Linked DNA regions of Mus musculus: regions 2, 3, 4, 5, 6 and 7 are each linked to region 1. Evidence: chromatin contacts called from public ChIA-PET and promoter capture Hi-C data. All regions are on one chromosome and are shown on one strand. Each heading gives the region's core, a stretch centred on a gene start, on an enhancer-like site or on the middle of the called end of the contact. The rest is flanking DNA. Distances are from core to core; before and after follow the strand shown.

The links. Promoter capture Hi-C pulls out the DNA fragments that hold promoters and counts their contacts. ChIA-PET counts read pairs in DNA pulled down with a chosen protein or histone mark. Capture Hi-C pulls out chosen DNA fragments and counts their contacts.
Region 2: a promoter capture Hi-C map of hippocampal neurons shows a contact between it and region 1, with 3 times the contacts expected there. The contact joins the enhancer-like site here to the promoter of Bod1 in region 1. A contact is called at or near these places in 5 of 39 promoter capture datasets (the 3T3-L1 cell line, embryonic stem cells, hippocampal neurons and 2 more).
Region 3: a contact with region 1 is called in a promoter capture Hi-C map of stem cell-derived epiblast-like cells, with 3 times the contacts expected there. The contact joins the promoter of Psme4 here to the promoter of Bod1 in region 1. A contact is called at or near these places in 4 of 39 promoter capture datasets (the HPC-7 cell line, embryonic stem cells, pre-B cells and 1 more) and 5 of 115 datasets of contacts at active chromatin or transcription factors (the 230-238 cell line, the NIH/3T3 cell line, bone marrow-derived macrophages and 2 more).
Region 4: an RNA polymerase II ChIA-PET map of memory CD8 T cells shows a contact between it and region 1, with 15 read pairs. The contact joins the promoter of Stk10 here to the promoter of Bod1 in region 1. A contact is called at or near these places in 1 of 39 promoter capture datasets (liver) and 1 of 115 datasets of contacts at active chromatin or transcription factors (memory CD8 T cells).
Region 5: a contact with region 1 is called in a promoter capture Hi-C map of embryonic stem cells, with 4 times the contacts expected there. The contact joins the promoter of Gpr75 here to the promoter of Bod1 in region 1. A contact is called at or near these places in 3 of 39 promoter capture datasets (embryonic stem cells and hippocampal neurons), 1 of 115 datasets of contacts at active chromatin or transcription factors (bone marrow-derived macrophages) and 1 of 9 other capture datasets (embryonic stem cells).
Region 6: a promoter capture Hi-C map of adipose tissue shows a contact between it and region 1, with 2.3 times the contacts expected there. The contact joins the promoter of Ubtd2 here to the promoter of Bod1 in region 1. A contact is called at or near these places in 2 of 39 promoter capture datasets (liver and pre-B cells) and 1 of 9 other capture datasets (adipose tissue).
Region 7: a promoter capture Hi-C map of the SN4741 cell line shows a contact between it and region 1, with 4 times the contacts expected there. The contact joins the promoter of Asb3 here to the promoter of Bod1 in region 1. A contact is called at or near these places in 12 of 39 promoter capture datasets (the 3T3-L1 cell line, 3T3-L1-derived adipocytes, the C10 cell line and 7 more), 3 of 484 Hi-C or Micro-C datasets (CD4 T cells, cortical neurons and myocytes), 2 of 115 datasets of contacts at active chromatin or transcription factors (forebrain and stem cell-derived neural progenitor cells) and 1 of 9 other capture datasets (adipose tissue).

What each region holds. Positions count from the first base shown.
Region 1 is chr11:31,669,783-31,674,087 of GRCm38.p6, forward strand. Bod1 (biorientation of chromosomes in cell division 1) reads right to left here and starts at 2,080. Exons shown (of 4, transcript NM_001024919.1): 1 at 1,719-2,080. The coding sequence starts at 1,919.
Region 2 is chr11:30,753,031-30,757,335 of GRCm38.p6, forward strand. No RefSeq gene overlaps it. Among named protein-coding and RNA genes, the nearest start is that of Psme4, 17 kb to the right of the region's middle. Within about 2 kb of position 2,076, at least 141 of the 459 cell types and tissues checked have an H3K27ac peak or open chromatin away from gene starts, as enhancers often do. A contact at or near this core is called in embryonic stem cells, hippocampal neurons and stem cell-derived epiblast-like cells, where this site is marked.
Region 3 is chr11:30,769,359-30,773,663 of GRCm38.p6, forward strand. Psme4 (proteasome (prosome, macropain) activator subunit 4) reads left to right here and starts at 2,417. Exons shown (of 47, transcript NM_134013.3): 1 at 2,417-2,866. The coding sequence starts at 2,625.
Region 4 is chr11:32,530,773-32,535,077 of GRCm38.p6, forward strand. It overlaps Stk10 (serine/threonine kinase 10), which reads left to right and starts at 2,494. Exons shown (of 19, transcript NM_009288.2): 1 at 2,494-2,787. The coding sequence starts at 2,632. It also overlaps a transcript of Efcab9 not described here.
Region 5 is chr11:30,882,964-30,887,268 of GRCm38.p6, forward strand. It overlaps Gpr75 (G protein-coupled receptor 75), which reads left to right and starts at 2,395. Exons shown (of 2, transcript NM_175490.4): 1 at 2,395-2,579. It also overlaps a transcript of Erlec1 not described here.
Region 6 is chr11:32,453,612-32,457,916 of GRCm38.p6, forward strand. Ubtd2 (ubiquitin domain containing 2) reads left to right here and starts at 1,759. Exons shown (of 3, transcript NM_173784.4): 1 at 1,759-1,935. The coding sequence starts at 1,866.
Region 7 is chr11:30,952,397-30,956,701 of GRCm38.p6, forward strand. It overlaps Asb3 (ankyrin repeat and SOCS box-containing 3), which reads left to right and starts at 2,002. Exons shown (of 10, transcript NM_023906.3): 1 at 2,002-2,173. It overlaps Erlec1 (endoplasmic reticulum lectin 1), which reads right to left and starts at 1,735. Exons shown (of 14, transcript NM_025745.3): 1 at 1,518-1,735; 2 at 176-280. The coding sequence starts at 1,679.

The sequences.
Region 1 (4,305 bases), core at 830-3,329:
AACTCCACGAGCGGAAACCCTATTAGTACTATGCTGCCCTCATTTTTTTACATTAGACTTTCAGGCTTAAAAGAGGAAACAAAGGTGCCCTCTATCTCCATGTGGCCAAGGACAGATGCAAGCTGCTTCTGGAAGGAACAGGGTTTGAGGCCGAGCACTGACTTCTTACAAGTCACCTGATTTCTGAGTGTCAGTAATTTCCATCCCTAAAATGCAAACACTCCTGTCTGCTTGACTCACAGTGACTGTTCATGGCAGTATACCAAGGAAAGGCCCCTCCAAATGAAACAGCCACCCAAGCCTCAGCAAGAGTCCCTACAGCTACAACCAAGGGAGTTCTGTGAAGCGTTTCCAGGAAAGCTGTGACCCTCAAAGGAGCCTGAGGCACTTAGTCTAAATCCTCTTCCTCAGAGCTTAAGAACAAGACTAGGAAACTACCTCGTGAGTACAAGGAATGTTCTGAGCCCCTGACCTTCTCTCCAACTGGAGGCAGATAGTACCTCTTCACCCGATCCTTGGTGAATGGCATGTCAGTGTCTGCATGGCTCTGGTCGCTCTACGAGAACATGGAAGCAGGAAGGATGGCCTACCTGTGCAGATTGTGGCCTAAGACATGTCTATGTAGGGAAGACCTTACCGCACATCAAAGCCGTAGGACAGGCCCCAGCAGCCTGTAGCTGACAGCTGAGCCCCAGCTAAGGCCTACTAGACCAGCTTGCTTGGTGACTCACAGCCCTGACAGCATGAGGAGCAACCACTACCCTGGGGAGCCCTCTCAGTCAGCAAAGAGGCTCCTAGCTCCACACCTTAATCTTGGCAAGCAAGTTTTGTAATGGGAAAGGAAATGTTCTGGCTACTATATACCTGCCCCGTGACACACATTCCAAAGTTTCCAAATGAGGTGAATTAGCATTTTGTTTAACGGTAGACTGGCCTTTGGCACTGGATCTAACATAGCCATTAACTCCATTTCAATTAGTTAAATGGAAAAAAAGAAGGTGCTGATTCGACAGCTTATCCCAATTTGACCTCAAACAAGTCTGCAAATGATTCAGCTGGGGAAAGGGACTATTAACGTGCAGTCCCATCCAGCCAGTGCTAAAAATCACCTCCCAGGTGAACAAGGGAACGGGTGGAGCTTCTAAAGTACTCTACCTTTCCCATGGGTTGTAAAACACAAGTTTCTTGGGTATGGAGTGGGTATACGTGTGCAGCCATTAAAGAATCCTCAAGTTCAGAAAAGCGAAAGAACTATAAATAAATAAATAAATGAATAGATAGATAGATAGATAGATAGATAGATAGATAGATAGATAGATTGATTGATTGATTGATTTAAAAATCACAGCTGGTAAGGGCTCCAGTGTCGGGTGTGCACCACTCAGAAGATAGATAGATAGATAGATAGATAGATAGATAGATAGATAGATAGATAGATAGATAGATAGATAGATAGATAGATAGATAGATAGATAGATAGATAGATAGATAGATAGATAGATAGATAGATAGATAGATAGATTGATTGATTGATTGATTTAAAAATCACAGCTGGTAAGGGCTCCGGTGTCGGGTGTGCACCACTCAGAAGATACCGGTAGTGCCCCGAGCAGCGCGTCCCTGCCAGGCTCTCGAGGTGCCTTTTGTTTTACTCCGGGCTCTGGCACGTCAAAGCAACTGGATGGTCCGCCCCCCTTGGTCCCCCGAGGCTCAGGTACCTTAGTGTCCACGTCGGCCAGGCAGTCCCGGCGGAAGCTGTCAAACAGCCCACGGCTCTTGAGCTGCTCCACTATGAGAGCGATGAGCTGCGGGTCTCCCGGAGGCAGCGAAGCGGGATTGACAGGGCCGCCGGCCCCACTCGAGCCCCCGGACGGTCCCGAAGCCTGGCCCGCCGCGCCTGCTCCCGCACCGTCCGCCATGGCCGCACCCCGCGCCCGCGCCGGGCCCCGCGCTCCGCTGCTCCTCCGGGAGCCGCGGGCAGAGCTGCGCAGACACGGAGGGGCCCACGGAGGCGGCGGCGACGGAGGCGGCAGGGTGGGAGGCGGCGGGGACCAAGGCGCTCCCCGCTCGCCGCGCTGCCGGCGCTCGTCTAATGGCGTCACCGACGGCCTTTGCATTGTGGGACGGTTGGTTTCCTGGAGCCATCACCTATGTTCTTATAGCCCGTGTCTGGCCGTTAGAAACTACAACTCCCGGCAGGCTGTTGGCTCGCTCGCGCTAGTTTGCGGGACAGCTTGGGCATTGTAGGCTCAGAACCTACCCAGTCACGGCAGCCCTCCCAAATCAGACCTCCGGGTCACCTGCAGAACTGATTAAAAGATTACGAGTGTATCCTTTAACGACTGTGATTCAGCAGCTCTGTATTTATGCCTGGCAGCCTGTGCTTTTGACAGTCGCTCCATTCCCACGATCCCCTTAAATAATGTGATCTGGGAGATTTGGTTAACAATGGGTTAATCTTATTGTTTTGACAAAATTAATTTTTACTTTTTGTGTGGCAGGGAGGGGCGGTGGAGCGTGCGACAGCACATATGTGGAGGTCAGAGGACTACTTGGGACACACTGGTCTCTCCTGTGATGTAAGTGGTGGGATCGAACACGTATCCTCCAGCTCAGTGGCAAGTGCCTATACCCTCTCAAGCTCTCTAACCTGCCTACTAATCAAACTTCTGTTCAAAAGTTTGTACCCTTCTGCCTGATTAATAGCAATGCAGATTCATTTTACGAACTCGTAAAATAACAAGAAGAAAATAAAAACTGCTGTTAAGTCTTTTTTGCATGTGTGGATTTTCGCCTTAGCATTAAATATTGTCAGCATTACTAATAGTAGATCCAGTAAGTAGAATGAATTAGATGTAATAGTGCTGCACTCTTTAAATACGTTCACAACTACCTGAAAGCTGGCACTACTATTTCTTTGTGCAGATGCAGAAATAGAAGAACAGAAATAATTACCGTGGTCATATATATACCTAGATGAAGTATAGTAGGTGCTGTGGTCCAGTGTTTAACCTAACATATCCACGGTCCTGATAGCTAGCTGTCATTTTACAACAAGTAAAATACCCTAGCTTTTACACCCACAAGTCTGCACTGAATTCCCCACTGTTGCCCCTATTAGAAAAAAAAGTTTGGATTGCTAAGAGAGACCATCATTTCAGCTAAGTGTCTGGATGAGGCAAACTTTACTTGATCAAGAGGCTTGCTGGGGCAGGAAAGGGCAGGGGAGGGAACACACCTAGACAGGAAGTGCATTTGGTTTTTATTCTGAGGAAGGTGAATCCTGTCTTTTCTCAGTTGGCTAGGGTCCAACATAACAATCTTACTCAGTTATCTGAAAAGAATTTGTGCATAAGAAGTAGAGGAGGAAGGGGAAAGAGGTCACTGCACCAAGGAGAAAAGGCCATCAAATTCCTTTGTGTAAATAAAAAATGTCCACGGGATTCTAACATTTGCAGGTCTTACAAAGTGAGGGAGGAAAAAAAAACTTAATTTCTTCTTCTAAACACAAATTTTATATATTTTATAGGAGAGATCATATTTGATTTTTTTTTTCAAGACAGGGTTTCTCTGTTTAACTACCCTGGCAGTCTTAGAACTCGCTTTGTAGACTAGGCTGGTCTTGAACTCACAGAGATCCGCCTGCTTCTGCCTCCCAAGTGCTGGGCTAAAAGGTGTGTGCCACCATGCCTGGACAGTTTTGATTTCTTAGGTGCTTCTGTCCTCTTTGTTTCTTGGCTGATCATCAACTCATCAACTTCCCCAGCTCTCAGAACTACATCTGCTGTGGTTCCTCCTCGTCACCCATGACAACTGAAAAAGATGTGGATAACATTTACAGTGCCCTTGGCTCCGGGGAAGATGCACAGTAGGCAGTGATCCAAGATGCTCTCACCCAACATTTGCTACCCAAGAGAACTGAAATTAGAGCACAAAACAAGTAGCCACTCTCAGTTCATACTTCTTAGCAACAGCTCAGCCAGTCGCAAGGTTAAGCTGATCACAATGTGTCATGACAGCTTGCAACCCTTTGGGACATCTCAAGTCTGTTTCTACTACTGACCCATGCTGACCTCTCATGTCTGGCTCTGAGGGAGTCCTATTAGAGAGTTCAACCCTGGCCCCTCCTGGAGGGAGGGCTGGAGGCAGGGTGCCCTTCTTATAGGTTGCATTTTAGGCACACCATATCTTATTCTTTCCTCACAAAATCTTTTTTTGGTCCCCGGTCTAATTTTGTCTATTGTTGAGCTAAGTTCTTAAAGCAATTGTTGTAACTGGAAGTGAATAATTTATAGGCTGATTGGC
Region 2 (4,305 bases), core at 826-3,325, 920 kb before region 1:
TTTTAGCCATGCCCTAGTCCAATGTAAATAGTCTTGCCAAATTCCTGAAGAGGCCTCAAGAGCTCTCTACACTTTCTCTTCGGCTGGATCCACTCGCCAGATGTTTGGCCCATTCCCTAGCCTTCGCCTATCTTTTCAGCTTTCCTGGGCACTGACAATGATATACTAGAAATAGTTACAGAAGGGAACACATCATTCCTTGTCCCCTAACAAGCTGAAATGCTAGGTCAGAAGGAAACTCCCTGGCATAGGGAACAAAATGGCATACCACAAAAATGGGCCAAGATTTATCAATATACAGACTCACAAACTAAAATAGTTCTACAATATAATAGGGCACTTGGTCTGCTTTATGCAGAACAAAGACATATTATATGGCTTTAAGAGAAAACTATTATTTCTATACAAACCATTCAGGATTATAATCTGGTTGTACTCAGAGAAATATTACAAAAAGAGGACCTGAGATTAAAAAGCAAAATGACTATTACTCTGTTCATTTCCAGGCTCCTTCTAAATAGTAACGCTAATGTCAGTTATCACAGGGCCTTTGGCCCATCTGCTTCTGCTAATTACTGTTGAGCCTCACATTACTGATAGATGATAATTCCTATGTGGGTAGCATTAAGCTGATGGTTATAAGATCCCACTATACACAAGTACCCAATACAGAGTCAAACATTTGACAACATTTACAACTCAAGGGAAGAATGTAAGAGCCAACGTTAATCTGTAAGCCCCATCTACCCAAAAGCCAGGTAACTTCCTGGGATGCTGGGAATTGTAGTTTTTGGAAAATAACGGTGTCCCATAAGAAATACTGTGGCTGTGTGTTGTTGTCTTTAAAAAGACCCTACAGGACATGCCTCATCACCACTTGCTGGGAGTCCCAGAGAGTAGACCTAACCAGAGTCCATCCTGGTCAGTAATTAATGCTTGCTTCATATTTGGCTCAAAGTCATGGAACTGGTTTTTCTCTTGTGAATCTCAGGATTAATACTTGTCCACATTTTGTGCAAGGTCGTGGTAGTACTTGAGGCATAGGGCCAGTTCCTTGCCCAGTGGTTAGCATTTCCACAATTGGATACGATCTTGGGGATGCTGCTAAGTTCTGCCATTTGTTTATTTAAAGCTTTGCTTATTAAACCTTTTAAATGCTATATTCTCAGATCTCTGAGGTGTTTGAGGGTCATTATTTACTTGTTTTTAGTTGACAACATATACAGAAGTCTATATAAAGGTAGATATAAATTGGTCTCTTCTACCAAGCTTTGTTTCTGTAAATGAATTGTATTTGTATTTAGCATGATTATAACCATAGTTCTGAACACATTAAAGAATTTGATTATTTGTAATGTGACTGATGTGCACATCTTAAGTTATCTTTAAAAGTTTACAAGTTAGCAGTTTTTACAAGATTCAAATTTTATAGTTTTATCCTTGTTAAATTCTAGGCTTCAAAATTTGAATGGAAGATGTTTGTTTGTTTGTATAACATGATTTTAATATTTTTCAACTGTTCATATTCAACAGGCAGAATAATCCTCTTCCGGGTCAAAATCTGGATTATCACTTGAAGGACGTGTCCAGAAGATGTTAGCACTGATCAGTTTTACTATATCAGAATACGCTGATTCAACAATTACACCACGATTAGTTGAAACATACTCAACCAGTTCATTCAGTGGTGCTCTTTTAATTTCTTTGCTCTTCAAGTCTGAAACAGAGTCCATGAAATCAAACAGTACACAGCACTGTTGTAGCTTCTGGCAGAAAAGCTCTTGCTGTTCATTTGAAGTGGCATCTTTGAGCTGGGGCAGGGGGTGCAGCTCTGCCTGGCTGCCCTGGCTGCCCTGGCTGTGGAACTGCGACGAGCCCTGAGAACGCTTCTGCCTCTGTGCCTTGCGCACCGATCAGGTGAAGCCGTCCACAACTGGTGCGAGTGGCGACGGCGACTTCTCGGCGACCCGGGCGCTCGGCCCCTCCCGCAGCGGCTGGGACAGGCACGGCGGGCCTGCGCCCCAGCACCCCGGGCCCAGGCCGCGCCGCCCTCACGCTCCGCAAGCTGCTCTTTACGGGACAGCGCCTCGCTGCCGTGTCCCCGCGCCAGGCAGCCGCCTCTCGGGGCTGGCGGAGGGGAGGGTGGGGGGGGGGCGGTGGCGTGCGGGCCGCACAAGCTGCTGACGCCCGACTACGAGGGCTGACAGAGGTGAGCCCGAGTTGGACCGCTGGAGCGAGCCTCGTGGCCCCTTAGCGCACGGAGTCCGGACAGGTCTTCAGCTGCTGTCGCCCGCGCTGTCCGCCAGCCAGGAGCCTCCTCCATCTCCGGTCTGTGCGAGCCACTGCTCAGCGCTCGCTCGTTCTCATGTCAGCGATGGACCCCTCCTCGCCCGGGGCGGCCACCAGCACCCAGATCCTTGGAGCTTCGCCCTTGCTCAGCCTCCGGCGCCCACAGAGCACACCCTGGGAGCAACTTGAGAGGGTGGCTGGTACTCGGTGCGCATGCCACAGTTCTTAAAGATACAATATAAAGGTCTAGTCCTCTTAAAAACTGATATTACAAACTGTTAAGGATGATAAAAACACAAGTTACACGCTTTTAGGGATGGTTAAGAAATGTAGCTGTCCAGTGGCCACGGAAAACTGGGTCTGATTAGCCTTCTCAGGGCTGGGGGAAGAGCACAATTCCCCTTTTTTTATTTTTTGAAAGATGAGTGGAAAGGGGACACAAAATTTACTTGTACTCTATGATCCCACCTAGGAAATATGGTGACTAGGCGGCCGTGTCTGCTTAGGTCTGGGTCTATATTACTCCTCCTTACCGGTCTAGTAGAACAAGCGAAGCTTGTTGGTGTTTGTTTGGCACTTGTCTCTGTCTTAGGTCGACAGGAGCTCAAGAATGCCAGTTGCCCACCAGCCTTCAAAAGCACACATTTTCCCCATTCAGACCAAAGCCATGAAGGGCATATGAATATGCACTCAATGCATTTCTTCATAGGTATGAATAACTGCCATGGTGAATAACTGAGCTTGCTGAGGGTGATACTGTGTAAAGGCAACCAATCTGCTTAAGATAAAAAGTCAAAGGTTAAAAGCAACAAGATTAAAGTTGTCTGCAGAAATGTCCCAGGTATTCAATTCAGCTGCTAGTTAGCAAAGATCAGACACAAAGTCTGGCCACCAGGTGTATGGGAGGTGGCTTTGAGAATTGATAGAAATCACTTACTTCTCTGGTAAGAGTGGAGAAGTTTTGTTTTTTAAAAAGCCAATTTTTCAGAGTGTAATACACACGCTCAACAATTCCTTGTCTCATTAGGTTATAAAAAAAAATCCAGTTTTGTGTTCGATACCAAATTCCTTACAAAATGATGTAAAGTTGTTTCCAGTATCAGCTGGCCCATTATCTGTCTTAACGACTTTAGGTAATCCCATAGCATTAAAGGCTTGTAAACAATGATCAATTACATTTCTAGAGACTTCTCCAGTATATAGAGAAGCAAAAAAGAATCCTGAACAAGCGTCAATACAGACACGTATATATTTCAATTTTCCAAATTCTGCATAATGACTTACATCCATTTGCCAAATATGATTGGGCATAAGGCCTCGTGGATTAGCCCCTAAATGAGGAACTGGAGATAATGTAAGGCAGTTAGGGCATTGTTTTTCAATCATTCGAGCCTGCTCCTTAGTGATCTTATGTCAGAGCCTTAAGGTATGACTAGAAAGATTAAATTTATTATGATCACGTCTAGCCAATGCAACAGGATCTGAATCTAAGACATCTCCTATTAAAGCTCTGTCAGTGCCATCATTGCCTGCAGCTAAAGGTCCAGGATGACCAGAATGAGCTCGGATATGACCGATATAAAACTTATTGGGGGGGGGGTAAGAATGGTATTTTGTAGTTGAGAAAACAGAGATCTTGCTAGTGTGTTGAAATTAAATGTACCACAAGTTTCCAATAGAGTAACAGACTGGGCCACATATAGACTAGCAGTAAAAAGATTAAAAGTATCATTTACAGACTGAAAAACATTCAGTACTGCTGTCAGTTCTGCTAGCTGAGCTGAGAGCCCAGGAGTCTCTATGACTACCTGTTGATTATTTATGAAATATCCAGCTCGTCCTTTAGAGGAGTCGTCAGTAAAAATAAAAAAAAAAAACATTATGCAGAAGCTGTAAAGATGTCACATTAGGACATTATGTACATTTAAAATTTTATCAACCTATTTGAGGGTAATGATTATCTATAGTTCTTTAGATCCTATTTGAGCAAGGAACCAATCCATACTATGCAGCTTT
Region 3 (4,305 bases), core at 1,167-3,666, 900 kb before region 1:
TAGACCAACTACAAATAATCAATCCCTGTAAGTCATTCACAGCATGAGCACATAGAAAGAAACGAATGTAATATAAAACATTTTAATGTGAAATTTTCTTACATGTGGTACATACCAGAAATTGCAGGGTTGCCCAAGGTTCAAGGCCAGTTTGGTTTACATAGTATTATAGTCCACGAGTCACCTCACAAACTACACAAATACAGATTTTAGTCAGACAGGCATAGTTTATTGATCATTCAACCCAGGAATGATTGATCAGGGTCATAGACCAGACTTAGAAGAGCCAAGATCCTACAGAGCTCTTCCTTTTTTTCTTTCTCCCCATCCCCTTTGTTATTTTTTTTTTAAATTGGATATTTTATTTATTTAAATTTCAAATGTTATCTCCTTTCCAGGTTTCCCCTCTGGAAACCCCTTATCCCATTTTTCTTCCCCCTGCTTCTATGAGGGTGTTCTCCTACCCATCTACCCACCCACCTACAGAGCTTTTAAGCTTTTAAACCCGCCAAGTTAGTTTACCAATCAGTATTTAGGGATAGGGGATTTCCTTGGCAACATATCTTTGCTGTCCATTTATCCAGCTCCTATTGGTTGAGGTATTCAGCTGTGATAGAGGACTTGCCTTGCTTAACTTCAACACTCACGTCTTAACTTGCCAACCAGGATGCTAGTTACCCATGTACATGTCTCTTTCTGCCAAGTAGGATGTCAGTTCCCTGGGCCGTCTTGGGAAGTTAAACTTTACTCAATCTCTACTCAAAATGGAAGTCTTATTCCAAATAGCTTCTTTTATTGGTGTAGGCCTCTCTTTTATGTTGGGGTCTATTCCAGGGGCAGCTTATAAAAGCAAAAACCATAAAAGGTCATACACAGGTGCAAGAAGTGCTGTCTGGTGGTTGGTTCCAGTCCAAGGTTATTGCTGCTAACTATACAAAGCAGTTCTAACTGACTTATATTGTGGTTGGTTTCCAAGAACACCAAAACACAGAATGCCCCATCAACTCGGGCATGAGAAAGTTTCCTTATAATATTAGTAACAGCACAAAATGGGTGGCTAGACACAGGTCTTAACACATAGCAGTTTCATAATAGCCATGGCTACAGAGTAAAATCCAGTCTCAAAACAAAAACAAAAACAAAAAAACTAAAACAAAACAAAAAACCACAAACAAAAAAACAAAACCAAAAACAAAAACTAAAAGAAACAAAAGTAAATTTTATTATGCTGCCCTTAGGCTTATTGTTTTTTAGACATTCTCTTTTGAGATGGTGACTTTTTTTGTAAAATATTTTCTTGAAGATCTAGGGATGGAACTCAGCTTAGGAAAGAGGCCAACCACTAGTAGAACTCATAGACCAGCTGGTAATCCTTGTCTGTTTTTTCAGTTAGTTAGTTAGTTTGTTTTGTTTCGTTTTTTTGTTTAGCTCAGGTTGGCTTTAAGCTACAACCCTCCTGCTCTTGAGTTTCCAAATGCTGGGATGACAGGCGCATGTTACAATGTCCTCTCTTAGAAATTTCTTGTTATTTTTAAGATCAATCTCAATTCTCCAGCATTTACTTCTTAGTCTCAATACATGTATTCACTCCCTTCTGGCAAGCAATCTTTAACCAGCCTGAATCTTGAGTTATCAGAAAGCAAGCTTGCAGCCTCAGTCTTTTCTGTCAGCTGATAATTATTTCTTCCTCCTTTCTTTATCGAAATAACATTGCCATCAACCTTACAGATTAATTTAAAAATAACTTCTATGAAGGTGATATGCCTTCATTTAGAATTCCCAGGTATCTCGGTACTTATCCAGTATTTACCAATGCATTATCTTGTAATTTATTAGTTTGTTGCCAGGAAAGGCCTCTACGTCCTTAAGGGCAGAACTAGGCGTTCTTAAACTTTCTATAGGGACCTTAAATGAGAAGATGACACACAAAGTATATTTGTTGAGTAACTTTTTTGGAGGGTGGACGGGGAAATATCAGAAAGGTGGGGGGTAAAAGGACAGAGGAACACAGGGTACTATTGTGTATACAGATTCTTCCATACACGTTTTTTTAAAGATAGTGTCTCCTGTTGCCAGTAGGAAGCAGAGGTTGGCCTAGAACTCTTTGTGCTCATACTGCTTCGCTGTCCACACTCCCGCCCCCGGCTGGGATACAAGCTGCTCTTCCGTAAACTGGCCCAGAAGAGAGGATACTGAGCGTGGAGAGGTAGTCGGATTCCGTGTCTCTGGATCCTGCTGGAGCAGAGTAGGGTCTCTTGTTTCTCGCCGGCAGCCTCGCGTGGCAACCCCAGTCGCTGACACCAAACTCGGCTGACTGCAAGAAAGCAGCCAGGTTACCTCCTCCCCGCCTCCGTGGCCCCGCCCCGGAAGTGACTTGAGGCCGGTCCGGAACCTCCCGGCGCTGCGGCTGCAGCGTCACCAGAAGAGCCGGAGGGGTCCGGGCCGAGCAGCCGCTGCCACCGCCAACGAACCGGGTGCCGCGCGGGGTCCAGCAGCGCGCCGGGCAGCCGGGGCGGGAGGGGGGCCCAGCGGTCGGGCCGAGGGCGAGGCGACGCGGACGAGGCTGAGCCCGCAGCGGGGCGGGGGCCGGGGCCGGGGGTCGGGCCGGGGGCGGCCCCGGGCTAATGGAGGCTCCGGAGCGGGCGGGCGGCGGGGAGCCCCCCGAGCCTGGCGGGCGGCCGGTACTGGGCCCGCGGGCCTTCGTCCCGCAGAAGGAGATCGTGTACAACAAGCTTCTGCCCTATGCCGAGCGGCTGGACGCCGAGTCCGACTTGCAGCTGGCACAGATCAAGAGCAACCTGGGCCGGGCCGTGCAGCTCCAAGAGCTGTGGCCCGGGGGCCTCTTCTGGACGCGGAAACTCTCCACGTAAGTGGGCTGAAGCCGTCGGCGGGCCGGGCTCTTTGTCTGCGCTGCTGGTGCTGCTCAACTCTGTTCTGTCCAGACGGCGCTGACCTGGTGCAGGATTCCAGGGGCGCGGCCGAGTCCGGGGAGACCCAGTCTCCTCGTTGCTTTCCGTGGGACTTCTGGGTCCTGTCGGTCGCCTCTCACGATCAGCGTTCTGGTCCTTTCTCTTGACGTGCCAGGCTCTGGGGAGCCACAGGCGTACCCGGGCATAGGGACGAGCGGCTCCCATTGGTTCTCCCTGGGGTTCTGCGCTTGGAGCTGCGGGATAGAGAGCTTCGGTCTTTGGGGAAGCGACTCCTGTCCTTGCTTCTGTGGTTTTTTTGGGTTTGTTGTTTGTTTTTTGTTTTTGTTGTTGTTTTGTTTTGTTTTTCCTTCCTCGTCGATCCACTTTACACTTCTTACCGTAGGAAGTAGGGACAGTAAGAGGTTGTGTGTGTGTGTGTGTGTGTGTGGTGTGTTTTTCTGTGTTACTATGTTTCTTGGGGGTCTGGGTTGCTGTTCTGGCTTCCTGGATTTAATTGAAACGATTCGTTTCAAATGGACAGTCAGCGCATTCTCGGATTGAGTAGACGTTGAGAATGTTGTCTTAGAATTCTAGGAAAAGTGTATGTTCCTGTTGTGACATTTCCTCGGTCACGACTTCGCTTATTCTAAGGCAAATAGTGAAGAGCGCTGTTAGGTTGATCCCGGGCTTTGTTGGCCAGACTGTGTGGTTTTGAGTTGGTTAGTTCTTTTGTTTTCCGTACGCACTAGCCGCAAATTATAGCGTCATTAGAATTAGAACGGGGGAAAAGTAATGATGGAGCAAAAAGTTTGGAGAGGTCATTTGCTCTATGCGCGCCTTTACTTTGGCAGAACTTATTATATAAGATTTTTGCTGTTTTGTTTGGTACGCTACATATAATTTGGTAAGACTATGTTTATGCATATGGTTACCGATAAGTGATTGCACAGGGCATGTCATTTGTGTTCCCCAGAATCTGCTGAGTGAGCTGGGTGATGACTCAGGGTTTTATAATACAATAGTGGGCTGTATCTCTCTTCGGGATAATTTTTATGTGCTAATTATTGGGGGGCTTCTGACAAGTTTTTTGTACTCTTCAACCGAGTGAAAAGAGCTCTTTTACTTAAAAGATGCAAAACTAAAGCACTTAATTTGTCTTTCTTAGAGTGACCATAAAGTGGTCACGATTAACAGCTCTGTTGAGTGGATTATAAAGAAGTTTATGGTATTAAGGATCCATAAATGTGGAGATCAATGTAATCAAAGAAAACCCTCTTTTTAAAGGATTAAAATTGAGTTACTTTGTGTGTTCTCCTTAGGTGTTTGTGTAACTTGAACACAGTAAAAATGAAGTTTGTTAGTCACTTTGATAGACTTGCCAAGGAATATTGTTTTC
Region 4 (4,305 bases), core at 1,244-3,743, 860 kb after region 1:
CAGCCCAGATCACATCAATAGTACACAAAGATAACATGTTTAAAAAGTGAGGTGGCTCAGCAGAGCCTGGAGGTCTGAGTTAATAATTCTGAGTTAATCCTGAGGACCCACATGGTGGCAGGAATGAACCAATTTCTGTAAGTGGTCCTCAGACCTCAACATGTGAACCCATACACTGGAAAAAACACACACACTCACACAGAAATAAACAATAAAATTCCTAGATGCAAAAAGACAGGAAATTTATTGTTTTTTAATGGCCAAGGAAAGAACAGAATGGTAGGAAGATGCTGTAGGGCCCCAATTTGACCTTTAATTCCCAGCATTAGGGAGGCAGGGGCAGGAGGAGTTCTGTGAGGCCAGCCTCAAGTAACAGGACAGCCAGGACTACATAGAGTAACCCTGTCTCAAACAAAATATCGCTCCCCTTCCACTCCTGCCAAATCCAATAACACAAAAAAGTGGTCAGCATCTCAAAGACACTGAAAGGCTGTAATAAAACTGCAAACTTAGACTCTTTCATTGAGATAAACACATCAAAGGCACTATTTATCGATCTTACTCTTTTTTGGTGGTGGTGGTGTTTTTTTTTGTTGTTGTTGTTGTTGGTGGTGGTTTTTTGGTTTTTTGTTTTGTTTTGTTTTGTTTTGAGGCAGGGTTTCTCTGTGTAGTTCTGGCTGTCCTGGAACTCACTTTGTAGACCAGGCTGGCCTCAAACTCAGAAATCCGCCTGCCTCTGCCTCCCAAATGCTGGGATTAAAGGCATGCGCCACCATGCCCAGCTTGATCTTACTAATTTCTATTTTAAGTTGTTCCAGAAAGTAGGGTGGGGGGAAGGCACAGCCCTTCATTCACTAGATTAGTGTGAGGCTCTGTAGCCAGAGACAGTTGAGGAAAGAAACCCCGATTTAACAGAAGTTTCAAAGCAGCTTTGGTTCTGTTGAGCCTCCTTTTAACTCCAGCTACATAAGTTACACGCCCCCCACCCAAACACCTTACAAAACAAAAGTCACTCGTGATTTGGGGCAAGTTTCCGGAGTTGTGGAACTGTCCCTTTACGCCCCCACCCCCACCCCCTGCCACTGAGACCCAGCATTTTCACCACCAGAGTGAGATTCCTCATGGCTCTTTCCAGTCAGTCCCCGTGTCTGGGAGCAACTCCACAGCGTTGCCTTTTCTGGACCGGTCATAAAAATGCAGTCATACCTCGTGCGATCTTTGGGTCTGGCTTCTTTCATGTAGCAGGACATTTTTAACGGACCTTTCCATTTTTATCCTTACTTTGTTTTCTTTTGGAACTCCTGGAAATGGTTAGCGCATTCTGACCCTCTGTCCACCCGGTATAGCTGCACAGACTTCAGCAGGTCCCGCTCAACCGAGTGACAGATGTACACTTTGGCTGGTCCACAGGCTGACTCAACAAGAACAGTTTTGCATGACATTTTCTTCTTTTAATTATAAATTTTCCCCGCACTCATTTTGTGGTGGGAACAATTGGAACTGGAGCAACTTTTATTCCGGACGTCCTTAGCACACACAACCCTCTCCGCGCCTAGTATTCACTCTCCAGCCGGCTTTTCGAATGGGGGAACAGCATTTGGCGCGAGACTCTAGGGATATTTTCGAAGAGTCCGGACGAAGGGGACCAACAATTAAAACGCTTTCTCGAGTTAAGAGTGCCCGAGTGTGAGACACTCTTGTTCAGGATGGGAGGGTCTCCAGCATAGATTCTGCAGCTGCCCAGCCCCCAGCACAATCACTAGAACCCACGTTCTGATACCAAGCAAAGACGCTGTGCAAGATGCGGGACGCCCGCAGCCAAGGTAGAGAGGGATGAGGACCAGGATATAGGAGCACCATCCCAGAGATGACTCCGCTTTTATCTCTAATGGGGCTTTTTAATTCGCAAAATAACTAGAAAGTTTTACTTAATAAGGAATATATTTGCTAACCTACCATGAAGCCTAAAGGTCCTAAAGGGACTCTCGTTTCATGTCCAGCGTCCCGGCCGTTTGTGGCTGGCGGAGGCGGGGAAAGTCCGGATGGGCGTAAGCGCGGGGCTCTGCTTTCTGCGGGGCTCAGAGGCAGCACGAGACCTGCCTAGGAAGTGTGGCGAAAGCCACCTGGGACCGCGTGAACTTTGAGGCAAAGAGCACCGAGGACTGGGGTGAGTCCCGGGGCGAGGGGTGCGGGCATCTCGCGCGGGAAGCTGGCGAACCAAGCCTCAGCGGGAGAGTTCTGTGCGCTGATGCACCCACTCGGCACCGACGGCGGTTGAAAGACACCAGCTGAACCCCGGAGGTTTGGGGTTCCGGGAGGCGCAGCGGGCCCAGGGGCCGGCCACCCGGCGGACTACAGTCTCCAGAGTGCCCCGCGGCGCGGGCGGAGCCGCGAGCTCCCGCAGCCAATTGAGGGGTCTCGGGGCGCCGCAGAGCAGGTGGAGCCGGCGGGGACAGGCGCGCGCGCGGGTGCCGGGCGTCCTGCAGGCGGGTCTAGGAGGGGGCGGGGCGGGGCGGGCGGGCCGCGGTTCCTGCAGCTCCCTGTGGCCGCTGGCGCACTCGGCGGGTGCTGCGCTGCGAGGAGGGCGGCTCTCCGAAGCCGCGGGTCCTGTCGTCGCGCTCCTCATCCAGCATGGCTTTCGCCAATTTCCGCCGCATCTTGCGGTTATCCACCTTCGAGAAGAGAAAGTCCCGTGAATATGAGCACGTCCGCCGGGACCTGGACCCCAACGATGTATGGGAGATCGTGGGCGAGCTGGGAGACGGCGCCTTCGGCAAAGTCTACAAGGTGAGAGTTCCGATTGCTGAGCCTACCAGGTCCTGCGAGCCCCTGACCCCCACTCCCACCCCCCGCACAGCTGCTTCTGAGCACTTCCTGTGTGCCCTGTACAGGGCACAAAGGGACGTTTGTAGGATCGAGGCATCCCAGGGGGCTACCGGAGGCATCCCCAGGATCACGGTGATAGGGACACATCTTTTAAAGAGGGACTATACCGATGTTGTGGGAATATTCAGGCTCTGGGCTGTGCCTGCAAGGGTTGGGAGTTGAGGACACTTCTGAAGATGAGCCTACGATCGGTACTGGGGAGGTCAGAAGGGCCCTGGAGTAAGTGAGGACAGGCTTGGGATTAGAAGGCTCAACGGAAAGCGAGGACAGGGTCCTGTGAATGCAGCTGCAGGGCACAGATTTGGCTTCTAGTCGCCTGAGTCACCAGAGGCTCCCTGTCTGCAGTTACCTCTCCCCTGGAGGAAGACAGGCTGAGGAGGAGTGGGTGGGGCATAGATGATTCCATATAGACACGTGTGCAGACGGACAGCTCCTGGGGTTTGGTCCTCTGAGCCAATTCTGAGTGCCTGGGTTGTTGTTCAAAGTACCTAACTCATCTTGACTCCACCCTTTCTCATTTCCTCCTCCTCAACACCCTCCCCCTCCCCCGGCTTCCCCAACCAGGCTGCTCAGGCTGGTCTCCCAGATCTACTTGCCTCAGTCTCTGGAGTAGCTTGGACTGTAGGTTTGGCCACTACAGCATAGCATCCCCTACTTTTATTGGGAGACTCCCATAGTTCAGCTGTCTTAGCTGCCCTCCAAAGCCATATGTCATTGTCCTTGGGGCTTTGGTAGTTAGAGGCCTCACTGACCCTTTCAGGATGCTGGACCCCAGAAAGGGCTTTTCCAGTTCCCCAAGTCGGGCCATGCTCCCTTTGACTTGAAATTGATATGCTAGCGTTGGTCTGCTTCTCGCCCCAGAAGTGTGCTCCCTAGGAAAGATGCTATAGCATCCTTGGGAAGCTTGTAAGGAACTAAGACTCTCAGCTGGGCGTGGTGGTGCACACCTTCAATTCCTGCAGAGGCAGGCAGATCTGAGTCTGAGGCTAGCCTAATCTACAGAGTGAGTCCAGGACAGCCAGGGCCACACAGAAAAAAACCCTGACTCAGGGTGACACAAACAGAAAACCAAAGCAAACAGAAAGAAGCTTAAGACTCGGGCCCCACTCAGCACTCAGATTATAGTGCTCCAGCAGCTTGGAGCAGTAGCAGTTTGGAGGCCAGTCAGACCCTTGGAGACCTCCTCTCTGAGTTGTACTTCCTGTGGGAGGGCTGAGGAACCCCCACTAGGGCAAAGTTCCCCAGTGGGAGAGTCAAGCAGAGGTCACCTGGCCTTCCAACTGAATGGAACACTTTGGCTGAGGGGTTTCTCCATATTTGAGGGCTACCGGGCCAGTCTACCCTTTCATCGGTCCTCCAGGCCTTGCTCCTCTGCTGCATTCTAGTGATGTCAGGAAATGGTCCCCAGCCTCTCTCTCA
Region 5 (4,305 bases), core at 1,145-3,644, 790 kb before region 1:
GACACATACCAGTAATCAAAACCGTTCTGGATCCTGAACCAGAAGACTACAGAGTAAGATTCTATAATCTCAAAAAGTTCCTTATTGATTCAGTCTATCAGTGATTGAGAACCCTGATGAAAACAAGATCTATATTCTACTCTTACACCTAAAAGCAGAGTCCCTTAGTCTGAGTGCCCAATTGTGTTCCCTGGGTAACTCTAATATCAAGTTTGTTGTTTATTAGCTTGACATTTCCCCAAGCTCATACTGTGAATTTTGAAATTAAATGTTCTGTCATTAATTCTACAAGTGGTCCCAAGTTTGAAAGCTCTTAGAATATGTGGTATATTAAAAAGGAGCAAGAGCTGTGTCAACCATACAGTTAAGCTGGTCAGGGCTGGGCATGGTGGCACATGCCTTTAATCCCAGCACTTGGGAGGCAGAGACAGGTGAATTTCTGAGTTTGAGGCCAGCCTGGTCTACAGAGTGAGTTCCAGGACAGCCAAGGTACACAGAGAAACCCTGTCTCGAAACAAACAAACAAACAAAAAGCAAACAACAACAACAAAAAACAAAGATAAGCTGGTCAGGAGCAGAGAGATGGATGACAATATTAGACAGCTATTGTTGGCTGGACTTCAGCGAGCATAGGTTCCTGTGAGCTTTGCTGAGTAAGGAAAGTAGAAAACATTTATAAGCTCTAGTCTTCAGTTTCTGAATAGACTTTGAAGCCTTTCTAAATCATATTTAGAAGGACATTTTCCTTACTATTAATGTGACTGAGGTGAGGGACTGGTGTAGCCTAGCAGTCGAGGCCTTGCATAGCACAGTAGCATCCCTGAGTTCAACCCCAGTACGAGGGCAGGGCGTGGAATTCACACTTGAAAGCTTTTCTTATATTGGAGCATCCAAGGAATATTTAAGCCAGGAGCTCCTAATGATGGTTGTTTGCCATCCTGCCCAGTGAATGTGGACATTTTATTGGCCTTGATGTGCACTTTCCCAGAATGCTCCTTATTTTGCATGCCATCCATAAGATTGTGCTGGAAAGCTGGGTTTATTGCCTGTTCACGTGCTAGCATATTGTTAGCCATGATTAACTTTTACAGACTTTGCCTTTTGCATTATTGGTATGCCACTGTTTTTATCCAGTATCCTTGCTGCCATATTTTGTGCATGTTATTATTTTGTGTTGCCTTATAACCCCACAAACATTGGTGGAGCCTTTGTCTTTCTCAGTATGAGGTTGGTTTCTCTCAGGTGTATGTACTACTGATGGCTACTAGTAGTTCAGCCTGAACATTTTGTTATCGTTTATGTCCAAATGGAAATTATACAGGCAGTATTTAATGTATTTGGAGAGACATATAATTTGGGTCAGAATTCCCACTCTTAACTGCTAATTCGTGTTTTTTTTCTTCAAATGTTTCTAGGGCCCAGTGTTACCTTTACCAACAACATCTTAGAACCAGTATATTGCCAAGTGTCTGGGGAGTAGAACATGATTTATGTGAAAATTAGTTGGGGGTTTTTCTTGAGCATTTTTTTTCCTAAACATAGTTCGGATTTCACAAATCCCTTCAACATGTTTCTTAGTAAAAAATGGGAAAATTAATAGAATTGTATTAGTATTATTATATTTTATACTTAATTACATTAAGTATAAAGGAAACTTAACAGAAAACGGAAAGGGGTTGTAGTGGCAATGGTGCCACGAAATATTTCACCTGGATGGAATCAAAGTCTTTGATTTCTAACCAAAAAAAAAAAGGGGGGGGACATTTGAATAGCATTCTCTATTTCTTAAGTATTGGATGAGATTAGAAAAGTAGAAGATCATAATTAACCAGGTTAAAATCCTGAAGGAGTTAACAGGGTATGTTTGCCCATAACAACATACTTAGGAATGTTTCTTATATAAGCTAAAGTGGGTTTGTTGTTTTAGACATATTGACTTTGGGAGATGAGAAGCAACGCTCTAATGGTTTATGCTGGTGTTTTAAACAGGACTAGCTGAATTACACTATTGCTTCTCAAGATTTTTACACCCAACACGGTATTTAATAGTACCTGTTTGTTTGTTTTTTTAACTTTGCATCAACCACGTACTTACTATGACCTAAGACACATATGTGTGTTGAAATTGGTTCGATTCAATTTGTCATAATGACTTTAATTATTAAACTGGAACTGACAGCCTAGTTAGAAAGCCAAGGAGATCAGCTTGAAGGCTCTCCGCAGGCACTCTCAGCTGTCTCCTCCTGCCTGGCATCTCTGGTTTTCATTTTTTCCTTGCTGTGTATCAGCGGTCAGTGGCCAATTCACAGGCAGCCCTGGCATATCGGAGCGCACTCCCACTAGGCTGAGGCGGGCAGGCAGGGAGGGTGCCGAGCAGGCGGGGCGGCCACGGTCAGAGGGAGGGGCCGCGCCCCGGGTTCGGTGACTGCGCCGCGCGCCCGGCTCGCCTAGGCTCCCGGGATGCGCGGAGGCGGCAGCGATGGCGATGATGACTCTAGCCCGGCAGCTTCCAGGCCACCGGGCACAGATAGGGTCACTACTGCGACACGGAGGAGGAAGGGCGGCGCTGAGGCCAGCTGGTAGGTGAGAGGCCGCAAGCCCAGACCGGGAGGATCACACCAGGGTTGTGAGGCGAGCGGGAGCGGGGAGAAGGCTAAGCTTGGCCTGGCCTGGTAGGTTGCGCACCTGTGTTCCTGTGCAGCCTTGCTGTAAGCTCTACACAGACCACAACCCACTGCCTGCATCCAGGCGGAGTCCAAGCATCCCTGGACTAGCCTAGGCCTGTGTTTCCTCCAGTTCTAGGGAGCCCCCTACCCGTTACCAATCACAGTTGGGGATAAACCTGCAATCTCCTACTCCTTTAGTCAATAGTACGATAGTACGCAGTGCTCCACAGACTCCTTATCCCTCCACCAGAGACCCAGATCTTTCCCACCCCATCAGCTATTAGCCTCAATGGATAGATAGTTCAGGTGATTAGAAACAATGGGAGGTTTGAAATATCTCACTGACCTTGGGCAAGTTATTTAGCCTCCCCGTGCTTTTCTAGATCCATTCAAATTAGTGGGAATGGGACAGAACTTAGTTTTGTGTGAGGGCTGTGGAAAAAAAAAAAAAAAAAAAAAAAAAGCCTTCCATGAAGAAATTCGGCATTTATTTGGGGTTGGAATACAATGAAATAATCAAGGTCATGAGTTAACTTGTAAGTGTCCTAACGTTTGCTTCAAAAATTAATAATCTCTGTGAGCTCCTAGGGATCCGGGTTAGTTGATTCTGTTGGTCTTGCCCTTCAGCTCCCTCAGTCCGTCAACTTTTAGAATGGGAATAAAACAAACAAACAAACAGCACAGTATTAGAGACCCATCGCCCCTCCCCCCTCCCGCCTTCTCTTCCCCCTGTCCCTCCCTACACCTACTCATGACCCCCTCCCTCCTTCCCTCAGGCTGGCTTTCAAGTAGGTGATACTGCCTTTATGCTCTTGAGAGACTGAGATTACAGGCTACCACATCCAGCTTTTCACATATTTTTTTGTTTATTTGTTTTGCAACAGAGTGTCACTATGTAGCCTTAGCTGGCCTGGAGCTTACTGTGTAGATCAGGCTGGCCTCCAACTCAGAAATCTGCCTCCTTCTGCCTCATGAACACTGAGATTAAAGGCCACATCCATATTTTACTAAGAGTTGACACTAAGCAATTTGTTAGGAGTTCCTCGTTCTTGCTTCCAGTTACCTCAACATCCTTCCGCAACTGTAATCAGATGTATATTAATTCATTTTGAGAAAAAGTCTCACTATATGTATGTAGTCCAGACTAGTCCTGCCTGGTTTTGTAATCTTGATCCTCTTGGCTCAGCTTCCCCAGATATGTGTCATTATACTCTGCTCATTCTATCTTATCATGGTTAATAAGTATACTTAAACCCAGCATTCTGAGCTGGTGAGATGTCTCCACAGAAAAGGCATTTGCCACCAATGCCAAGGACTTACATGATGGAAGCAGAAAGCCAACTTCTACAAATTATCCTCAGAACTCCAAATGTCTGCCTGTCTTAGGGTTTCTATTGCTATAATAAAACACTGTGACCAAAGCCACTTGGGGAGAAAAGGTTTATTTCATCTTACAGCACACCATACAAGAAAATCAGGGCAGGAATTCAAGGTAGGAACTGATGCAGATGCCATGGAGGACTGCTTCTAACTGTCTTGCTTTTTATTGTTTGCTCATCTGTTTTCTTATAGTACTCAGAACCACTGACCCAGGAGTAGAATCATGCATAGAGAGCTGGGCCATCTCCTATCATTCATC
Region 6 (4,305 bases), core at 509-3,008, 780 kb after region 1:
TTTCTGGAGTGAAATTCAGGACAAAGCAATCTCTTTGCAAATTCTCAGACAGCCTCTCTCCTTCAGGGAAGAGATAAAGTGACTAGTATCTGACAACGTGAGCATTCAGCTGGGAAGGATCAGATAGACGGCTCTGTGACACGGCTGTTACCAAGCCCTTATGGAAAAGCAAGCTCTGAAAATCCGTAACAACATCTAACTGTATACTGCTTATTTTTTTCAGAGCTCAGGCCTACAGTGACGGTAAAGCTAATCCTTCAAGCATTAAGACAAAATAGTGGACTTCTATTTCAGAGCCATTTCTGTGTTTTCATATAAACCCAGAGCTTTGTTTGTTTAACCCAAATTTTTGCCTGCCTAGCAAATGAATACCAGGCCGCAAATTTTAATTTGGACTTTTTCTGAAAGCTAGACTCCCAGATGTGAAATAACCCCACTCAAATGGTAGGAACATTTTTAAAGCTGTTGATTGGCACTGCCAAACCTTTGCAAAAAGATTGAACCAATTTACACTCCCACCAGCAGTGCATGAGAATACATTTAAATGCAAATCCTAAGAAGCAGACTGTCTCTTTCTTAGGTATTTCACTTAAAAAAAATTTTTTTTTTAATGCTAAGCAAAAGCTGACCCAGGGTTTTATAAAAGGAAAGTCTGGCATAAAAGTGGAACAGCTTAGGCAAAAAAAAAAAAAAAAAAAAAGAAAAAAAAATGCTTTCAAAGACCCAAGCACCCAAGCAGGCCGATAAAAATGTTAAGGCGCCACAGCAAGGAGCACAACTCCAAAGGGGCCATTAACAGTTTGGCTTAGGTTGGGATGGTAACCGCCAAGAATGTTGGGCGTGGTCAATGTACCAAATTCTAGTTTATAAAATGCAGAGTATTAATATTAATACTTCACTTTGTTCTAAAGACGACTTAAGATGTCTAATGCCAGGATCTAGAGTGGTAGTATTGTCGGTAAAGCGAAGCCTGTGGGAACGATACACACACCCGTGCCCCTTCGCTCCCCGCACGGGACAACAGGCCTGCACAATCAGAGAGCACCTCTACCAAGCGGGCGCAGTGATGGCAGGGGCTGCGGACCTGGGGTAAGGGAAACCCAGACTCGGTGGCCAGCTCGCTGCTTTCCACAAATTCAAGGGGTGCAGGGACTTGCGGTCAGGCTAACCCCTCTAAGCACGCCCAGCCCGTCTACGACCCAGAGTCTCCTACGACTCCTCGGTACCCTCTCCCACCGGCCACACCAGAAGGAGCCCCACCTCGTCCTCAAGTAAGGACGAGCTGGCCACTTCGTCCTTACTTGAGTCCTCCCCCTTCTTTCCGGCCCACCTCCGCTTGCCCCCTACTCTCCCGGCCTCGGGCGCTCGTCTCCACTCGGTTCTGCTCGGTATTCTCCGCCCCCTCGGTGCATGCAGCCAATCAGAGCGCGGCCCCGCCCCTCGAGGCCGTTCCAGCGGGCCGGCCGAGTGCAAGCCGAGCCCGGCTGAGGGTGGCGCCGCGGGCGGGGGCGATGGGGCCTGGCAGCCGGGTGGCGGCGGCGGCAGTGGTGGGGCTTGCCTAGACGCGGGGGCGCGGGGAAGTGAGGGGCGAGCGGGCGCTGCGGCCCGCCCGGGATGGGCCAAGCCCGGCCTGGCGGGGCCGAGCGGGAGCCGAGGAAGGCACGCGGGCCGGGCCTGCGGGCCAGGCGGCCGGGGGGCTGAGGTAGAAGTGGGCGCGGAGGAAGGGGCTGGGCGAGGCGGTGGGAGGAGCGGCGAGGGGGCGGAGGCTGAGCGGCGAGAGAGCGGCGCCTGGCCCGAGGCGGCGACGCGGGAGCAGGCTGAGGCGGCGGCCGGGACGAGCGCCCTGAGGTGGCGGCCGCGGCCCCATGGGCGGGTGCGTGGGCGCCCAGCACGACTCTTCGGGCAGCCTCAACGAGAACTCGGACGGCACGGGAGGTAGGTGGCGCCAGGGGGCAGCCGCGGCCCCCCATTGTTCGCGGCGGCGGCCACCTGTCCCGACCCCGCGCCCCTTTGTCGTTTCTGCTCTGCGTCGGCCCCGCCACGCGCTTCGGGCCCCACGCGGGACCGCGGGCCTAGGCCTGGATTGGGGGGTACTCTAGCTGGGAGGACAACTCGGCTGCCGGATTGCGGCTCGTGGGGCCGGGGAGGGGGACAGCCGGGAGTGCCCCCGACGGGCCCCGCCGCACCCCCAGCCCTTCCCGCGTCGGCAGAGTTGGCCGGGCTCAGCTTTCCTGAGTTTCGGATGACAGCTGCCCCGGTTGGTTCCAGTTTCTGGAGCTGGGTTGGGGAAGTCTCCAAGTGGCCATGGGCAGTGTTTTATGGAGGAGGGGGGAGACGATCGGCCCGAGGAAAACGTGGCTCTCTGCTGCTGCCAGGGGCGTTAGCCCAATGTGCCGTCGGGGCGCACTCGTCAAATTCCGATGTGTCTTACGTAAAAGGAAAACGTGCAGGATAGAAAGTACCCCAGTATAAGATTAGTGCTTTGAGTAAAAGTTTTTCCAACGCGACTCGCACTTCTGGGTTACCGTAACCGTGATGAGAGGTCTCTTAATTCCATTCGTAGTCGTTGTAGAGGGATAGGAGTGGTAAGATTGACTCTGCTTTTATTGACCTTAAAAGTGCGGAGCCCATCCAGTATATAGAGTGTGTAGAAGTTCGAACCTTGTAGAAAAGAGCCACCAACCAGGGATAACATGATTTGATTCGAACCTTGTATTGGGTGCCTTCAAATCGGGTGCATATTTTAAAGTTGTTTAGTTGCATGAGAATAGGCACATCTTTTCACACCTTGAGACGACTCTTAGGCACCCAACTTTTGTACAAGACATTTCCCTTTTTACGTGATGTTTTAGCCGTTCCACTTCACTAAAATCTCTGTCACTAAATGTTGGGCAAGTTATTTGAGAACTCAGTGAAAACTGTCGTGAAAAAGTAGTCCATGGAAATGCTCCTTTGTAGTGGATTTCACGTCACAGCCTATTTACTTGGTGAGGTCCTTTTGACAACAAAGCCCAAGTGTAGAAAGGGCGTGATACCACTGGGCTGAGGGCAGATCAGTGATCAGATGGTACCAGTTAAGCATGCTAGTACTTACTAGCATTCAGTATAACTTTGACATATGTTAAAATTATAATATTCCTTTAAGATTGAGCCTTTTGGCAGTGCAACTTAGGATCCAATCACAGTATTAGCATGAGCTTTTAGAAGCATGAAATCCTAGCTTTAGATAATTTCTACCAGTAGCCTACAGTTAGATAGCTCTAATATCTGTTTCTTTCAACATTTAAGTTTTCTGGACCATAATCTGCAGTTTTTCTAAAGAGAAGTTTTAAAAGAGGGAGTACCCCGTCTTTTTCTTCTGGGGAAAGGACACGGGATAGCCCTGATGTAGCTGGCAGAAGACGGGTCTGTAGGGGATAAAAGAATTCTTTCTGGAATTTAATTTTGGAAGCCTTTGTTCTCCATTACTGTCATGAGAGGTAAGAGCTAACTGGAGCCAGCAACTCTGAAGGCTGGAGCTAGATGATCTTAAGCTCCAGGCCAGACCTGGCTGCATAGCAAAACTGTGTTACCAAAAAAACAACAAAAAGTTACTGTAATATGTGTTTCAGTTTAACATGTTAGCAGTTCTTTTTTGTTGTTGTTGTTTGAAAGGGAATGACTTTTTTCCTAAGGGTGTTAGCAAAGATCTTAGCTTTTCAAACATCAGCAGTTTTAATCTGGTTATATTGATTTTTATCAACATGGAGTATAATGCAGCCTTCAGATGTATTTCATGATGGTTAACATTCATAGTGCTATGTGAGCACCACCATTTTAGAATGACCCTAGCCTTTCCAAGTCAGCTGGCTCATAATAGATATAATCTGAAATACTTGGATATTGTATTTTCCTTTTCCTTCTGGATCCAAGTATTTTTAATGTGAGTATAAAATATCCAAAAAAAAAGTCATCTTAGGTAGATTACTTCTGTGAAAGAATTTGGAGAATTCTTACAGAACATTATAACACTATGGTGATGGCTTAATTTTCACACTAAGACTTGTGTTTGAGTTTTTTGGTTTGGTTTGGTTTGGTTTGGTTTGGTTTGGTTTTTTGAGACAGGGTTTCTCTGTATAGCCCTGGCTGTCCTGGAACTCACTTTGTAGATCAGGCTGATCTTGAACTCAGAAATCCGCCTGCCTCTGCCTCCTGAGTGCTGGGATTATAATTTTTTTTAAAGATTTATTTATTTATTGTATGTAAGTACACTGTAGCTGTCCTCAGACACTCCAGAAGAGGGCATCAGATTTCGTTATGGATGGT
Region 7 (4,305 bases), core at 752-3,251, 720 kb before region 1:
GAGGTGTGAACATCACACTTGCCTGGTTGCTAATTTTTCTAAAATAAATTCCCAATTTAATATTTTTTGCTACAAGGCTGTTGAGACGCTTGTTACTTATTTTAATATATGATCATAAGGCTGTAAAATGCATCTTTAGTTAGAGAGATCAGCAATATATGTATAAAAAACATACCTCATCCCCACTTGTCACAAGTGGAAGTATACATTTGTATTTTTCTTTATGAGCAGTTGTCATGATGATGTAATTATCTTCTTTATACAAAACTCCAGTTGTAGGCTAGAAACAGAATCAAAAGCATACATTATTTTTTGTCAGTTAAGGTGCTTTACCCTGAATACATTCAGTGCTCTTTAGAACAAAGGTTCCTCAAGTAAATTGACCAGTTCTACTGAAGATTGTTAAAGCACATTTTCAGATGTAGGCAAAATAGTGTAAACATCTTTAAATGATAAGGAGGAAATTAAAAACTGTATACTGTTGTCCTATCTAACAGAAAAGATAAAGTTTGGGCTGTAAAAGAAAACTAGTAAGGCAATAGATTGAAGTTTAAATGCTAATTAATACATACATTGAGGCTATACATTGTGGCACACACCTTTAAGCCCCGCCCTCAGGAGGCCGTGGCAGGCGGATCTGTTTAAGTTCTAGTTTGCACTTGTTTACTTTTTTGGCGGTGCTGGCAATGGAATCCAGATCTAGGTGTGTGGTAAATTTGTCTGTAGTAGTTACACATGGATAGACATTTCAGCACTACAATCATTCAAAACTGAATTTCCATTCTTGTTAGATTATACACCAAAATCTCGTATTCTAGGACTGGAGAGATGCCACAGAAATTAAAAACACATTATTACTCTTCTCGGAGGGGTGAGTACAGTTCCCAGTTCTCACATTGGGAGCCTCACAGCCACTGGCTCTTTCATTCTTGCCTTTTTACACAATACACATTAATTAACGATCATAAAATCCTTTTTAATCTCATGTTCTAGAGTCCTAAATAATAGTGGTAATACATTCAAGCCTCTAGTCTATTCTGCATGGCCAGTAGTATTCCGCATATAAGCTCACTAATATCTTCCAAACCAAATAGCCCTCTCAAATGCCTTAAGGGAAAAGATTCTCAGAAGCTGTATACGTCGTTTTTAAGTGTGTGTTGGAGAGAAAGAATGAATAGAGATGGGACTCCTGTCTGTTGGACGGTTGTGCGGGTAGGGTGATGTGCTAGTTAATTCTAAAACTTCCTCCACAGAGTGGGGCTGTAGAGAAGCCAGATCTAACGTAATGAGATTTAAAGGAGGGAGATGAAGTGACCGCTGATCTCCTAGTTAGTATGGAGGGCATATCCACTTAGTGTGCTAAACGAATTAATGAATGAACGAACACACTTAGGCTTGGGGTCGATAAATGCTTGGGAAAAAAAGGTTCTGGAAGAAAAAGCTAAGGAATCGAGGGCTGGCCCGAATGCTTCGTGCCAGAAAGAGGGGAGAAGGCTGCGGCTCGTGAGGGCACTGACCAGAGAGAACTCGGTACCAGGCCAGTTGACTCGGAAGGGGATGTCGTCGCTGAGCTGGGGCAGCGCTCGGCCGCCGCCGGACGCCTCCAGGAGACCGTACAGAACCAGCAACAGTGGCCCTCCGGGGACCAGGCTCCGCAAGCCGCCGTCTCCTTCCTCCATTGCCGCGTCCTCCAGCCACCGTCACAACCTCCTCTACCAGAGGAGAACAGGAGGAGGGGAGGAGGAGGGGGAGGAAGGGGGGGAGGAGGAGGGGGAGGAGGAGGGGGAGGAGGAGGAGGAGGAGGAGGAGGAGGAGGAGGAGGAGGAGGAGGAGGAGGAGGAGGAGGAGGAGGAGGAGGAGGAGGAGGAAGAAGAGGAGGTACTACAAAGCGTCCTTAGTGCAGGGGACCCAACCGCCGCCGCCACGTCTCCTTGCAGACGGCTGGGCAAAGCCGCCTCCGCCTTACAAGGGCTTGGGGCCACCGCTTCCGGGGCAGGCAGCACATCAACATCCGGGGTTGTTGAGTCGGTGGCCTACGGAAGCCCGCGCTTGGGTCGCGTTGCATTGCGTTGCTGCTGTAGCATCCTAGCGGTTGGACTCAAACGCAGAGGCCCGGGACTGACGCCGGTTGAACGGGTCTGGAGACGGCGCTTGGACGAAGCGGCCCGGCCAGGTGAGTCCTGGCCCGCGCGCTCAGTCCAGCCGCTAGGGACTCTCGGGATTTGGGGGTGAGTGGGCGGCGGCCCGCTCTCAGAAAGCAAGTAGAGAACCGAGCTGTGCAGAGTCGAAGTAGAACTTACAGTTCCGACTGAGCTGCCTACCCTCCAGTCTTTTGCTATTTGCACTCTCCATCTTCTCTCCAGAAGCTTCTCTTAGTTTCTTTTGATGGCGACTGTTGTCACGTCTGTCTCAGATGCTGTGTGTTTGGGGACACCCCCAGTGACACCTGCCACGTCCTTCGACTTTGGCATAGATTTGTTGGGTGGCTAGGCGCGTACAGTCCTGCATTTTTACTTCAGGAGAAGTTTTCCCTCCCTTGACTCAAGTGTTGGACTGTTGTTATTTTACTTAAGTCCAGAAAGTTTATGTCAAGGCCAGAGCCAGGTGAATGTGAAGTTATGAATCAAGTTACAGCAGACTGAATATAGACAGAAAGTTTTGGTTTTTGTCCCCTTCTTGAAAAAAGAAAATAATGTCCACATTTTTTTTCATCTCCTGTGTAATAATTTTACAGTGTTTGCCATAGAACATTTGGTAAGGACTGCCCATGTTGTGGTGTTAAAATCCACTGGGAGAAGAGACTTAGACTCAATTCAAATTTAGACTAAATGAACTTATTCTTACTGTTGGCAGAAGGAAGGGAGCCATAGAGCAAATACAGCCCACCATGCAAAAGGTGAATTAAGGTGGGGCTTTAAGGAGGACATCTGAATTACATGGATTACTGATATCCATGGAGTCTACATCTGATCAGGAAAATTGTCTCACTTCTCTCAGTTGTTTCTTACTTTCTCATTATACAGTAATAAAAAAAAAAAAACCATTTTATCCCTTCCCCAAAGCGATAGTAAGTTTTACAAAAGGCAAGCAGCCTTTAATGCTTTATAGCCCCATTGTCTGATTCTTATCTATCCATTAGGATCTCCCAGGCATTCCAGAGCAAAAGACTCATTGGCCAGTTAAGGGAAGCCTGGCTCCACGTTAAGTTTCGTCAGTCATCACAGAGGACTTCTACTCTAATGACTGAGATAGAGCAGTTCATTTTTCAGTGGGTAAAAACATAGTGCCACTAGATTAAGGCTGGCTGTCATATCCCCACACTCAAATTTGAACCAAATCAAAAAGCAGGAAGAGCAGTCCGTTTTTCAGCTTTGTAAGTTTTCTTTAAGGTAAAGACTCACACTATTAAAACAATATTGTTCTAGAACTGATGTTTTGTTCATTGCATTAGCTCATCATAATGTTTAATGTGTGTCAGGCATTGGGATTGGTAAGCTAGAGAGTAAATGGGCTCCTGTCATTTGTATCTCATTTTCTATCATTGAGATACTACAAATGAATAATTATGAACTAGGGGCTAGAGAAATGGTCCAGTTACTAAGAGTACTGGCTGCTCTTCTAGAGGACTGGTGGTCCCAGCACTCACAAGGAGGCAGGCTCCAACCATCTGTAACTGCATTTTGAGATCTGACACATGCATAGATATGCACAACACAAAACACATCATCATCATAGTCTCATAAAAATTTCTAACTAGATAGAATAATACCTAACATTTATTATTTAGTTTCTGCTAATCATAATATGACTATAAATACTTCTGCTGCGGCCACCTTGGGCACAAACTCGGCAGACAGTCCCACGGTCCCCTGAGGACTCTCCATTCTCCAGGTGCCCTAGCACGCCCAGGATCTTAGGATCACTGGTCAGTAGAACACAACATCTGTTCCAACACCACCAGGAGTGCCTGGGCCCAGCAGGAGCAGGGACATAGGAACCTTGCCCGACCAGTGGCTCAGGTTCCTTCTAGTCGGCACTGGTCTACCTTGGTTTCGATCTCAGTGGACAGCTCCATGCCCCCCACAGGAGGTACCACTTCCAGGGGCTCTAACACGTCCAGAATCTTAGGATCCTGGGATCCCAAAGAGCTTGGTCACGTGAAGATCTTGGTCACGTGAAGATCTCAGGGTCTCAGAGGAAGCTTGACTGCCAAGAACTCTGACACACCCAGAATCTCAGAATCACAGAGAAACCTGGAGTCTTAGGATTTCTGACTGAGACAGGATTACAGAGAGGACAGGCAAC